Regions from separate parts of the Danio rerio genome. Here region 1 is linked to region 2. A link is a contact called in public Micro-C data. All regions are on one chromosome and are shown on one strand. Each heading gives the region's core, a stretch centred on a gene start, on an enhancer-like site or on the middle of the called end of the contact. The rest is flanking DNA. Distances are from core to core; before and after follow the strand shown.

What was found. A called contact is a pair of places that touch in the nucleus more often than the background predicts.
Region 1: a Micro-C map of caudal fin shows a contact between it and region 2, with 3 times the contacts expected there. The contact joins the enhancer-like site here to the promoter of tfe3a in region 2. A contact is called at or near these places in 2 of 18 Hi-C or Micro-C datasets (caudal fin and an unstated tissue).

The regions. Positions count from the first base shown.
Region 1 is chr8:9,358,303-9,365,752 of GRCz12tu, reverse strand. It overlaps a transcript of tfe3a not described here. Among named protein-coding and RNA genes, the nearest start is that of si:dkey-242k1.4, 13 kb to the left of the region's middle. Within about 2 kb of position 4,817, at least 6 of the 62 cell types and tissues checked have an H3K27ac peak or open chromatin away from gene starts, as enhancers often do.
Region 2 is chr8:9,325,398-9,332,801 of GRCz12tu, reverse strand. tfe3a (transcription factor binding to IGHM enhancer 3a) reads right to left here and starts at 5,189. Exons shown (of 10, transcript NM_131848.2): 1 at 4,690-5,189. The coding sequence starts at 4,820.

The sequences.
Region 1 (7,450 bases), core at 3,568-6,067, 33 kb before region 2:
CCACTGGTTAAAAATGTAAAAAGGTAATCGTTCTTGTTTAACATTTCTGTTATAATTGCTTTTTTGGGGTTATAAACTCATGTTAACATATTAACTTTCAATGTATACCTTATATTTAATAAACTCAGATTTACATGAAAAAGCAGGAATTTAGAGATAAAACCCCATATTCTATATAAAAAACTCAAAATGATCAAAAAACAAACAAAACAATTTAATAAAATGTCAGAATTGTGAGAAAAAGTAAGCAAAAAAGTTTAAAAGTATGAATTGCAAAATAAAATTCTCTCTATTCTTTTTTTATATACAAATTGCAATATTAAAAAGCAATGTTATTTGAGATCAAAATAAACCAACCCAAAAGTCTGAACCAAAAAAGTCAAAATAAGAAAAAACAAAATTTAAGAGACAAAATGAAATATTCTAAACTAAAACATTTACAAAAAACAAAAAATTTAGAAAAACAAATTTAAATGAAATATTTTAAACAAAAGTCTGAATTGCTATAACTCAAAACTTGCAATCAAAAAGGTCAGAATTGCACAAGTAAACAAAATTTGAAACCAATAACTGAGCAAAAAATTCAATATTCTAAACTAAAGTCAGAATTATGAAATAAAACTTCAAAATACGAAATCAAAAAGGTCAGAATCGAGATAAAACAGTCAAAAAGTTTAAAATGTCAGAATAATAAGATAAAATTCAAAATTTGAAATTAAATTCAGAATTGTGAGAGAAAATTAAAAAACTAAAACAAAAATATCTGAATTGCAAGATAAAACTCAAATTAAAAAAAGGTCAGAATATTGAGACAAAACTCAAAATTAGAAATCAAAAAGGTCTGAACTGCAAGACAAAACTCAAAATTAGAAATCAAAAGACTAAAGTTAAAAGATAAAACTCAAAATCAGAGATCAAAAGGTCATAATTGTGTAATAAAACTCAAAAATTGAAATCAAAACGCAAGAATTATGAGATAAAACTCAAAAACTGAAATCAAAAAGTCTGAATTATGAGATAAAACTCAAACTTCAAAATCACAAAGTCAGAATTATGAGAAAACTCTAAAATTCGAAATGAAAAAAGTTCAAAGTTCCAAGAGAAAACTTCATTCTTGTCGGCTTAGTCCCTTTATTAATCCAGGGTCGCCACAGCGGAATGAACCACCAACTTATCCAGCAAGTTTTTACGCAGCGGATGCCCTTCCAGCCGCAACCCATCTCTGGGAAATATCCACACAGACACACACTCAAACACTACGGACAGTTTAGTCTACCCAATTCACCTGTACCGCATGTTTTTGGACTGTGGGGGAAACCGGAGCACCCAGAGGAAACCCACGCGAACGCTGGGAGAACATGCAAACTCCACACAGAAACACCAACTGAGCCAAGGCTCGAACCAGGGACTTTCTTGCTGTGAGGTGAACGTGCTACGTGCTAAGAGAAAACTTAAAATTTAAAATTAATAAAAATTAATAAAAAAAAGTCAGAATTGCGAAACCAAACTCAAAATTCTAAATCAAAAAGGTTGAATTGCAAGAGAAAAGAAAATTAGAAACCAAAAAGGTCTAAAATTTGAGATGAAACTCAAAATTCAATACCAAAATAAGGTGCGACGATAAATTCTAAACCAAAAGCTTAAAACCCCAAATTCAGAATAGAGAAATATAAACTTTCAATGACCTTTTTCATTTTTAACCCAGTGGCATAAACTATCAGTAAACTACATAAATCAGCACATAATAAACAGCTTTAAAATACTTTTCACAAACACACATAGATTAGCAAAACGCTGCAAATCTACATTAGTAAAGGATATTTCCCAAGCTGCTGCTGCTAACGTACACAAAAGCAGTTCTGCTTCTCCTTTCAGATCTGTATATTCACAACACACACACAGACACACATACACACACACACACACACATAAAAAGTGTGTAGTATAAAACTGCCATGATTTCAACACAGCCATAGCCTATACGTTTTGCAGCACAAGTATTCTCCAGCACCTCGCTGTATATGAACTCATTACATTACTTCCAATGTAGCTCTCAGCACAACTACAGCAATAAAATGTGCGGTAGAAATAAAACAGAACTTTAAACTGTCATAATATTCCTGATAAAGACTGTAAAGACGATAGATTAGAGTCAAACATTTCCAAATCACAATAATGAAGTTTTGACGACTGAATAAAAGTCTCTTCTAATCGACAAGGTCTTTGAATGTCAAAGGAAACATGTTTTGCTGACAGGAATAAGCTGATAGCAGACTGCTGATTTAAGCAGAACATTTAAATCAACACAGTTATCATCCTTATTCCCGAAAATTGATATGCTGATTAATATTTCGGTGGAAACGCGATATTTTATTGTTTTCCCGACGTTTCTGTTCGTCGGGAAAATGCATTCATAGATGCACATAAATGGAAAGAGTAACACATATGTGAGCCGGGATCACAAAACACTCAGGAGGGAGATTTATAGCATTTATACAGCTTGATGTACTGTATGCTCTGTTAGAATCTGAAAATATCTGACCAAAATACAACTATTAGAAAATGTGGAATCTGCACTGTTAAAAATGCCAGCTTCCTCATAATTCCTTCAAGTTGTCCCAACACAAATCGTTTACGTTGACTTGATCATTTCAACTAACTCACAGCATGGGAAATAAGTAATGAATGTCACATTTTTCCTCAGAAAACATACTTCTAAAGATGCCGTTGACTTGAAATTTTCACCGCATGTTAGTAACAATCAAAGAAATCCATATATGCCAAGAAAACAAATCTAATTAGTTTATAAATTAAGTTATGTGTAATACAATGAAATGACACACGGAAAAACTATTGAACACATGAAGAAAGGGAGGTGTGGAAAAGGCATGGAAAGCTGAGACAGCAGCTGAAATCTCGCTGTAGTTGTAAATTAATATTAGCTGCTTTAGTCCAGGGGATCTCAAACTTTTCAGCCCGCGACCCCCAAAATGACAAAAGTGACTCGCGACCCCATATATCCTCTGTGGTGGTTATAAATACAGAAAGTGCATGCAATGCCGCACACACGCCAATAGACCCAAGTCTATTCTTCGTTTAATTTTTTTGTATGTATGTCAGTGCTGTAAATGGGCCAGAAAGTTTACCCTGGTGTTATAAAATCAATCTGCTGCATCTGACGCTATTGCTGTGTCTTTAATATAATGTAATTACCCTAGGGGTTGCAATCCAATAGAACTAGTAACTATAAGCTACTATAGTAACTATTTAGTAACTATAAACAACTATTTTTTGTCTCTTTAGTAGGTTATGGATAAAATATGGTCATTTTTATGGTTTAATAACCATATAAATGATAATAACCCCCCCTTCACATTGTCCTGCAACCCCTCGCAACCCCCTCCCAACCACCACTTTGAGAACCACTGCTGTATTCCAACATCTATAATATTTGGAGGATAAAGATGAAAGCAGGGTGGACATTTCAGCAAGACAATGATCCAAAACACAGCCAAAGAAACTCTCAAATGCTTTCAGAGAAAGAAAATCAAGCTGTAGAATGGCCCAGCCAAACACCTGACCTGAATCCAATAAAAATACCAAATAAAGATCAGATTTGATAGACGAGAGCCACAGAACCATCAAGATTTTGACCCTTTGTTGAAGTCTGTGAGAAACTCACACCTGAGCAATGCATGTGACTTTATTCTCCATTTGAGAGGCGCCTTTAAGCGGCCATCACCAACACAGCCTTTTATATGAAGTATTAAATATGTTTCAGTAGTTCAGTACTTTCTCCTTGTGTCATTCCATTGTAACTACACATTACCTGGTTCAATTTCATGTCAACAGCTCCTTTAGAAATAGTATTCCCAGGAAAAATCCTGACATCCTCAAAACTTATTTGATTTTATACTTATTTTGAGTGTGAGGGTTAAAAAAGATAATTACATACTAATCAAACATGAAGATTTGATATATTTACTCACGAAAATCTTCATAGAACATGATCATTATTTAATATACAAATGATTTCTGACAGAAGAGAAAGAATCAGTCATTTTGACTCATTTCATGTATTTTTTGGCTATTCCTAAAACTATACAGTAAGGCTGGTTTTGTACTCTGGGGTCACATATTAGATAGTATCCACAAGTTTCTTTATGTCATTATTTGTTTAATTTTTGGCAGTGCTTCTGTGATACTAATTATATCACTTTAACTTATGAATAATAATTAAAAAACAGATATTTACGGACACTTCTGCGTTCGTCAGTTGAATTAAAGGCTCAATCTAATAGGTTCATCACATAGTCAAAGCTTTTGGACGCATTTTTGATTCTTTGCACACTTAAAGGGGTAGTTCACCCAAAAATAAAAATGTACTCATTTTGAAGTGGATCTAATGCTGAAAGCTGGTATCACTTGACTTTCATAGTATTTGTTTTTACTGTATAGAAGTCAATAGTTTTCAGCATTCTTTAAAATATCTTCTTTTGTGTTTCACAGAATGAACTTTTAAAGTTTTGAAAGAAGTGTAAAGAGTCATTTTCATTTTCCGAGAACAATCTCTTTAAAACTATTAGAATATCAGGCTTAAGTGTGATAATATCATAAACCGTAGATGTAAATCACACACCGCTATCTGTTCTGCATCAGTGAGGTGATCCCTGCAAGCCACACATGCATCTTTCCGACTGTTGATATAAAGCTGGTTTTCATTGTGCTACATAATCAACCTAAGAGCACAACAATCTCAACAGGAAACGAAAGCCGAGCTGAACAGGATGTTCACTTTTCTGTCTGTCGCTTTTTCCTGAGGACACGTTTAGGAACAGTTTTACTGCCGCCGTTATTAAAAGCACAGATGTACAGCGTGATATACACACACACTCTCACATTTAAAAAAGGGAAATAACACACAACTGTCCCTTTCGTATTCGATGTGCTACTACTGTAAACTCTGACATACAGTAAGCTGCAAAAGTCTGAGGCAGTTCCATCTTAATACAATTTCCTCAAATTAAACCAACGTTTAACTGTTTAAGGGTAGTATGACTGTGTTATTTGAAAGTAGACATTTATTTGATCAAAAACAGTGATGCTGTTAAATGTTTTTGCAATTTAAAATAGCCATTTTTTATTTTAATATAGGTTAAAATGAAGTTAAAATATGCTAATGTGGTGCTCATTAACATTTTATTTAATGGACCCTTTTCACAAGACTGTTATGACGTGCTTAACTGTCATCACAAACTTAAATCCTGATTTTTTAATGCATATAAATGTTTTAACTTATTATTTTATGTATGTTTTATATCATCTTTGCATTAAATAATAAAAAACGCATTACCACTTGTGTGAGGTGTTTCTAATTTAGTGTCTAAAAATTTAGTGTCTCCCAGCATAAGTGTATGCTGGGAGTCTCACACTATTTTTTTTCCTTTTTCTGAAAGTCTTGTAACACCATCGTGGAGCTTTTCTTTTATTATTTCAGCAAATAGGATTGTAAAAATAATATTTGTAATACTCTCCCATTCACTGCGCTCAAGTTTACCCAACTATGACAAATTCTGCAGTGGAGAAACCTGGAAATGTGAAAAGGGTCTGTTATCATTATCATCAGTGCTGCTTGATATGTTTGTGAAAACCATGGCACATGATTTTACAGGATTCTTTGCTGAATAAAGTTTTAATTATTTGTTTAATGCATTATAATTTCCTTTCCTCTCACTTATGATCACTTTTTAATGCATTTTTTTTTGCTGAAATTAAACATTATTATTACATCAAAGCATTGAATGGTAGTGTATAATATTAATATAATAATTCAAGTTAAAATTAGTGAATGTATTTAGATTGATCTAGTGAGGAAAGCACTTGAACGAGTCAAAATTATTCGCCCTCCTGTGAATTTTTTGTTTAATGGAGCAAGGAATTTTTTAGTGTTTCCTATAATTTTTTTTTTCTCCTGAAGAAAGTCTTATTTGTTTAATTTTGGCTAGAATAAAAGTAGTTTTAATCAAAAGTATATATATATTTAAAATAGGGCTGGGCGATATGGCAAAATTGCAATCTCAATAATTATTGTCCATATTGAATGATAACGATATATATTTTTATACAAGTTGTTAATGCTTCCAGGGTTAACCATGATTTTACTGTTTTAAATGATGACTGTTAAAGTCATTTAAAGAATGACTGCTTTAAATAGTGGCTTGCACACACAGCATTACTTATTATAAAAATAAATAAATAAAAGTTAGACAAACATATTTTGCACTACAACACTAAATTTAGTTTTTTGTTTTGTTGTTAAAAAACAAGAAATCATGTTAAATGAGAATCTGAAATATTTTATGGCACACTCAAAAAAATGAAGGTGATTAAGTATTCAATTTTTTATTTTTTTTTAATAAATTGGTCTTATACTTCATATATTCAGATTTTTTTCAGTACATGTATTAAGTTCGGTACTTTTACATATCAACCATTTGGTAAAGGGCTGATATTTTAGAAATGATGAGAAGTGTTGGGAAAAAAAATGCATTGAGTGTGTTAACTAGCGACTGGAGTTAAGAAATGCAATCCATACATTTATTTTCTTGGTGGGGTAGTTAATGGGTTGAAAGAGTACCCCCACAATAACTGATGCCACCAAAATTAGAGAGTCCATTAAATGGCATAATTTCAGCCGATAAATTTTTGGTGGCCGAAAATTCAGTACATCTTTAAAATTAACACACTTTTAGACTCCCATTGTTGCACATTTCTGCTGTGTGATTGGCTTTTAAATCAATATATAGTAAAAAAAAAAGTCCAAAGCTTATGTAATTGACAGAAATTTTATCGCGATTCAATATAGTATCATTAATCAGCCCAGCCCTATTTCAAGGTCATTATGTTTAGCCGCTATATTTTAAAAATAATAGGCAATATTTTTTTGATTGTCTACAGAACAAACAATCGTTATACAATGATTTGCCTAATTACCTGATAAATTAACCTAATTCACTTAGTTTAGCCTTTAAATGGCACTTTAAGCTGAATACTAGGATCTTGAAAAATGTCTAGTCAAAGACAAAAGAAATCAGTTATTAGAAATGAGTTATTACAACTATTTTGCTGAAAAAAAAAAAAAGCTTTCCATTAATCAGAAATTGGGGGAAAAATATACAGGGGGGCTAATAATTCTGACTTTAACTCTACATATTTTTTACCTAATTTAAATAATTTTGTATATTTCCTAATTTTCCAGTCTCAGACTTTTAAAGCTCACTGTATAGGTGATCTTAAAAATAAACTATTCATCCACTTAAACTCATATGGTTGGTGGTCAGGAGTTAATAATTATAGTGCTACTTTTCATATATATTAGAAATACGAAATATATGTTTAGCACTACCTCTACTCTATGTACATATATTCTTTAATATTCATTCATTCATTC
Region 2 (7,404 bases), core at 3,940-6,439:
GATCGCACAGCGTTACCTAAAGCCTCTTCTGGATAGTGGAATAATCCAGGTGATGTAATCAGATCAAACGTTATCAAGCGAAACTATTCCGGTAAATCGGGTTTGTGAAGCCATCCTCCACGGTTGGCATATATAAATCCCGGACTAACGCGGAGCTGTCACGATCATGTATACCATTTAAAGGCGAGAATTGTGCATAAAGCATCGCCGTTTCGCTTGTGTTTTGGTTTCACTAGGTGGCCATGTTTGTGCCACTCCAAGCACGCGAAGCTCCTCTATCCTCCGGTGAAGTTACGAAAGCTACTACGACGAAGGCTAAGCTTGTGAATATTAAAAAGGTCACTCAGAGACATTGCTTGGTAACTTGAATGGAGCTGTCAGTCAGAGAACTATATTAATATTCATCGACCAAGCCTCCACTATTCGCTGATAGGCCAACTAACTAGCGCCCACTCGCCTACGCTTGCCCTTGAGCCAATCAGATTTGCTGTCTTGGTAAGTCATTTTAATGTTTATGAGCCAAGCCTTCAGTGTAGTAGTATGTGCTTCCCGGTCTCAAAAGAGCTTTACACGCTGTGGAACACCTCAGGTTCAACAAAAACACGGTTAATGCAACATATTATCCTTTCACGTACATAATATTTTTTCGAGTATTACAGTGGCAGACTGTTCATAATGATAAAAAACGAATACACTTTAAGAGATCTAATAGAAAAAAATCTAATATCAGCACTTACCGCCAGAGGGAGTCAAGGCATCAACTCTTTTATATACACTGACCGGCCAATTTATTAGGTACACCTTACTAGTACCGGGTTGGACCCCCTTTTGCCTTTAGAACTGCCTTAATTCTTTATGGCATAGATTCAACAAGGTACTGGAAATATTCCTCAGACATTTTGCTCCATATTGACTTGACAGCATCACGCAGTTGTTGCAGATTTGTCAGCTGTACATTTATGATGTGAATCTCCTGTTCCAGCACATCCCAAAGTGGCTCTATTTGATTGAGTTCTGGTGACTGTGGAGGCCATGTTCAAGAAACCAGTCTGAGATGATCTTTATTACATGGCGCATTTTCCTGCTGGAAGTAGCCGTCAGAAGATGAGTACACTGGGGTCATAAAGGGATAGACATGGTCAGCAACGATACTCAGGTAGGCTGTGGCACCCGGTGTGGTCTTCTGCTGCTGTAGCTCATCCGCCTCAAGGTTGGACGTGTTGTGCGTTCAGAGATGCTCTTCTGCATTCTTAGTTGTAACGAGTGCTTATTTGAGTTACTGTTGCCTTCTTATCAACTCGAACCAATCTGACCATTTTTTTTACCTCCGGCACTCACAGAACTGCCGCTCACTGGATATTTTCTCTTTTTTTCAGACCATTCTCTGTACCCAAAGATAGTTATGCGTGAAAATCCAATTAGACCAGGATTTTCTGAAATACTCAAACCAGCCTGTCTGGCACCAACAACCATGCCACGTTTAAAGTCACTTAAATCACCTTTCTTCTCCATTCTGATGCTCGGTTTGAAATGCAGCAGATCACCTTGACCATGTCTACATGCCTAAATGCGTTGAGTTGCCGCCATTTGATTGGCTGATTAGAGATTTGCGTTAAAGAGCAGTTGGACAGGTGTACCTAATAAAGTGGCCGGTGAGTGTATATCTGTATTTTTAAATGTCTGTTCATTTTCTTTTTATTTAGCTGACCCTATTAATTTACTATATTGTATCTTATTTTGTATTTACAGTATTGTACACTATATTGTATAATTCTATTACTATAATTTCTGCACTGCAAAATTGTCTTTATTTTTATTATCAATGTACCCGTTTACTAGCAGTAAACACAGAATTTAAACTTAAAAATCATACTTTACCAGTTGTATTTATAGCATCATTACTATCACACTGACCAAAGGTACTGATGTAATATTTTTACTGCACTGAACCCAACTACCCGCAGTGATGGTAAGTGTGACAATAAAGAATCTTGGACTTTGAAAGGAGGTTATGCAACAAGGGATACGTAAAACATTAAAAAGCATTATTTTATGGTAACTGGGAAATAGCCAAAAAAAAGCTTTTTTTCTGACAAACACATTCCATTTAGTACAAAAGAAGCAGAATCATGTGAGCTCAGCAAACATTCAGTCAATGCAAGCAAGAACTTGGGAGGAAGAAGAGTGAAAACAGGGATGGGGGAAAAAGCGAAAGGGAAAATGTGTGGGTAGATTTGCTGAGTCATATCCCGTGAAATTTGAAGCTCTGAACAGAAACTGCAAAACAAAGCCTCCGGTAAAACGGCTCTTGTGGGTCAAACTAACCCAGACAGGCATTCCAGAGGAATTTTTTTGGCTGAGTTGAGAGGAGGGAGGCTGTTTTAAAGGCTGAGGCTTGCTAAATGGCTTTGACAGTAAATGGGCCTTAGTGAATAAACCTAAGTGCTTACTCTCAAACTTAAGCACATCATTTTAAAACACATGAGACAAAAACAGGAATGCAAATTATAAAAGTTGGTATGTATCGGGTTTGATTTAAAGCAAAACAGGTCTATACAAATAATGGGCTGAAAATATATAAATAGACTAAAATAAAAATGCAACTTGAAAATATTATATAACAATCATAGCAGGTTAGTGCTTTTATGATACTGAAAATTTCTAACTTCAATACGATACCTTGAAAAATATCGATATTCGATACCACAGGGACAAAATTCATAGCATTAAAAGGCAATTCAAACATTAAAAAGTAGACAATTTTTGATTTTTAAAAGAAATAAAAGATAAACAATGCTACAATGTCAGAATGTCTTATTTTCTGATTAAAACAAAGGATTTATCCTAATATTTACTGCTTTGTTGAAACATCTTGAGGGTAAATTACAGAATTTTCAATATTGCATTACACAAATGTATAGCACAACAGTACATTTTTTATTATTGTCAGCTAAAACTCCATTAATTCTGAGGAAGATATGTATGAAAATAGTGATAGTTTTGACAACTCTATAGCAAGCAGATATATTATTTATCATTGACAAGATCTCGTCTAGCTAAATTAAGCAAACATAACTGTTTCAAATACATGGAAACAGCACACACGTGCAGTCTTTGGGTTGCATTTTCATTTGTGGCTTCAACAAACATTAGTAAATCATGTCATATTAATTCAGAACAGGTGTTTTTTTTTTGTTTGACTGAAACGAAACTTAACACAATGCAAAATCATGGATGTTGAGATAATTTTCATACAGTTACATAACATGTTGATTTTCTAAAGCTAAAATATCCAGAATCATGTTTTTGTTTTAGCCTTTTTTTTTTTGACATGATTTTAAAAATGTCAGGAAGTTCAACCAATAAATACCGGATCTAAGATATGGTGGAAAGGTATATTGAATGTAGACGGTGAGTAAAATGATTTAATTTACCAACAACAGAAGTGTGCAATCGGATGATTATTGCTGGCACACCAGGATTTACAATTTAATAGGATTTTTCTACTCTAAAAAACATATTTTGTGCTTATTTGTTAAAATGGACCTTCAAATTTGGTGGCCAATGCCATTCTGGGCCATGTAGCTTTGGCACTGAGCTGAAGGTTTGTATTTATTTTGGACATAAATTATATTTGTATTATTTATCCTCTATGTTATCTGATTAAGTTAATATTATTTTAGGTTCTAGAGACCAGAATTTTAAAAATCTGACTTAAAAACGTGCATACGTTCCTCTTATTTGCTAAAAATAAAAATTATGTGTGCAAAAAATATGAAAGAATGGTCTAAATTTGCACTCTGGCACTCAAAAATTTATGGATTGAAAAAAAAGTTATTCTTCTCTGAGATGGATAGATGGAGTGACAGATGGATATATAAATGGATAGATGGATGGATGGATAGACAGACAGACAGACAGACAGACAGACAGACAGACAGACAGACAGACAGACAGACAGATAGATAGATAGATAGATAGATAGATAGATAGATAGATAGATAGATAGATAGATGGATAGATGGATAGATAGATAGATAGATAGATAGATAGACATCAATCGATCGATCAATAGAAAGATGGATGAATGGATGGATGGATGGATGGATGGATGGATGGATGGATGGATAATTTAATATGTGAAATCTGTAATATTTTGTGAACGTTTTCCAGTTTTCTGTTTTTGAGCATTGCAGGTCGAATGAAATGAATTAAAATTCTTTATTCATAATTATTTGGATCTATAATTATTTGTTTAGTATGCATATACTCAGAAACTTGAATAAGTCGAACATTTTTGTTGTTTGTTTGTTTTGTTGTTTTTTTAATATAATAGTACACAAAAATATTAATGAATCAAATTGAATGGTGCTTCTAATTATTGACTTTTCCAAAACAGTAGCCTTTAGTATAGGAAAATAATAGTAACGGTTTTTCATTAAAAAAGCAACACCACTGCCATTATGTAAACAAACTCTGATATATAATGAATGAAAATGAATGACATTTTTGTTAGTTATCATCAGAAATGATGTTGATAAAGAAACACGTCAGTTGACAGACTTCTTCGTCCTCTACGGACCTTTAACTTTTTTAATTGATGCGCAAGTGTAAAGTTTAGTTCCATCCAACAGCTAATGAACGCAAAGGCAAATCAATTAATTAATGTTTAGTTGATGTGACACTGACCTGATGAGATTGACAGATTCTGCTGAATCCAGTATTACGTAGACGGTCTGAGGACGCTCGTGCCCCTGTTGCCCAGGTAATGCCACTTCCGATCTGCCCTTCTCGGGTCTGACAGAAGGCAGGCTGGACATTTTTTTTTCCAGAAGTCCACCAATAAAATGAACAAATAGCAAAATTAACGAGTTAGAATAACTGATATACACCGATAGCAACCTGTGAGCGACAGTAAGGCAAGCCGGTTGTTTTCTAAAGAGGCTAAAATAGAGGACTGCAAGAGGACTCTCGGTTAGCGAGAGATGTTTACTGCAACCGCTAGTCGTTTTTTCAAATTCCCGTATCGATGCGTTCTTTCTTTATCTGTCTAGACTAGAGTTTGATGAAAAAATAAATGCGACTTAAGAGTCTAAAGTCCGTAGTTCCTCTATCAGCGTGCGACTACTGTGCAAACGGCTATATCTCGCTCTCTTGTCTCTTCACCGTCCACTGAGAGAGTAAATCTGACCGGAAAACCCCACAGTGACGCTCCATGATCAGCCGAGTGAGGACTGACGGGCGAGCGGACCAATAGCCGCGGAGAAGGGGTGGGACTTTGAACTTGTCAGCCAATAGACGAGCGAGAGCATACTTGTTTACTTCAAGCATTAGGTCAGCCTTTGATATAACATTACAAACTATTTCGTCATCCTTTAGATTTAGGTGATACATCTCTGTGTGATGTCAAGATGAAACGAACACTACAATGATAAAGCGTTTAAGTATGAATACTGTGGTTTAAATGTACATATAGTGTGGCATTTTCTTTAAATATCTGTATATTTATTAATTTAGGTGTAATATTCATAGTGTATACACAGGTATGTGTATTATTTTGCAGAATCTTCCAATAGGGAACAGTTTTTTAAGCATTAGAGGCATACATATTGAGTGTGTATACATGTAGAGAGAGAAAATATTATTGTGTGAGTGTGAATATACATATATATTATTGATATGATTAGCAAATCACTAATAATACAATACACAACATTAGGATAAGATGCAATCAAAATGTCACGCTATTTTTTGTTCTTTTATTACTTTATTTCATAAACATTTTCATGATCTTGCACAGATTTCATTGGGATATTAACATACAATGGTACCCAGTGGCCTGCCACTAATTGAATCAACAATAATAATTATAATAGTACTTGAAATAACAGTAATACCCATTATGTGTACAATAAACCAGGTTTCATGAGGGAAAACAACGGTATGTATACTTGTGCCATATAGTGTGATGTTATCGCTAATGGGCTTGGAAAAGAATGCTCATAATGCAGCCATTTTGTGGTTGTCCGAGAGCAAAATAACATTACGTGAACTGTCCTTGAGAAGATCAGATATAAGGGCTATCTGGCAATGTTTTACACATCCTTCTCTGCTGGTTTGTTGCAAACGTGCATAAAAAGTCAGCAAAAAAGAAGACAGAAACAGGTCAGGAGGTTGGCATGCTGTGATGATGCCAGAAAGCAGAGGAGAAGGAATGGTAGATCATCGCTAGACAGGTATAATCATTAACATCTATGAGCAAAACAACTGCCCAAGCCTCCATTTCTCTATTTAACTCCCATATAAAAGAATCCAAACGCTGGTTTACAATAAATATGTTTCAAAGTTTGGCGTTACAAAGTAATCTTCCTCACGGCAAAAGGGAATTGTTGCTAAAAGTTATAAAAATGAACAAGATTATACCACTCAAGTCAAAAATCCAGCAACAGATTACATCATCATCATCATCATCATCATCATCATCATCATCATGACTGTGCTAGTGTTTTGGTACAGATTTGAGCATATACAATATATACAATGCAACATTTGACTCTCTGTTCTGCATCACAGAGATGTACTGCTCACTCCCAAATGATTCATTTTGTGTTAATCCTCAACATTGTGTAGCCAATGTACAGAGAAAGTCAATTCCTGAACTTGTCGTGTCATTTATTAATAAACACAAAGCTGTTCCCTTGATCATACGATAAAATAGCACCTCTATTTCTGTAAATGACAGATCAAAGACACAAGATTGTTCAGTTTTGCTTAAAAATGCACCGTTGTTCAGAAATCCTAAAATTAACTACAGTGTATCTCGCTTTTTTGTGTGTAAAACCTCAGAGTGATATACTTTCAAAACGCTGTTTATAAATCAATTTTATGGACGAAACAATAAAGGCTTATCATACTGTACATCATCTTCCAATTACTATGGGACTAAAACTTTAAAGGGTGCACGATATATCGGTGGTCATATCAATATCGGCCGATATCAGAATTAGGCAGAGAAATTATGTATTATTTCCGATGTTTGAACTCAGAGGGATGCTATATATATTGGTGGCCATATCAATATCGATCGATATCGGTCCGATATCAAAATTAGGCAGATAAATTATGTATTTTTCCATTGCTTTCACTTATAGGATTACCCAATATATCGGTGGCCATATCAATATCGGCCGATATCAGTCCGATATAAAAAAATTAGGGAGATAAACTATGTACTATTTCCGCTGCTTGAACCACTTTACATGCTTGGTGCCAACACATTTTTTATCATTTTACTGGTATTTTAATTTTGGTAATGTTCTTTGACTTGGTTGCTTTTTTTTGCATTATAATTTTTTTATCAAGCAATTGATTTTAATTCTATAAAAGAAAGTTGACCATGAAAAT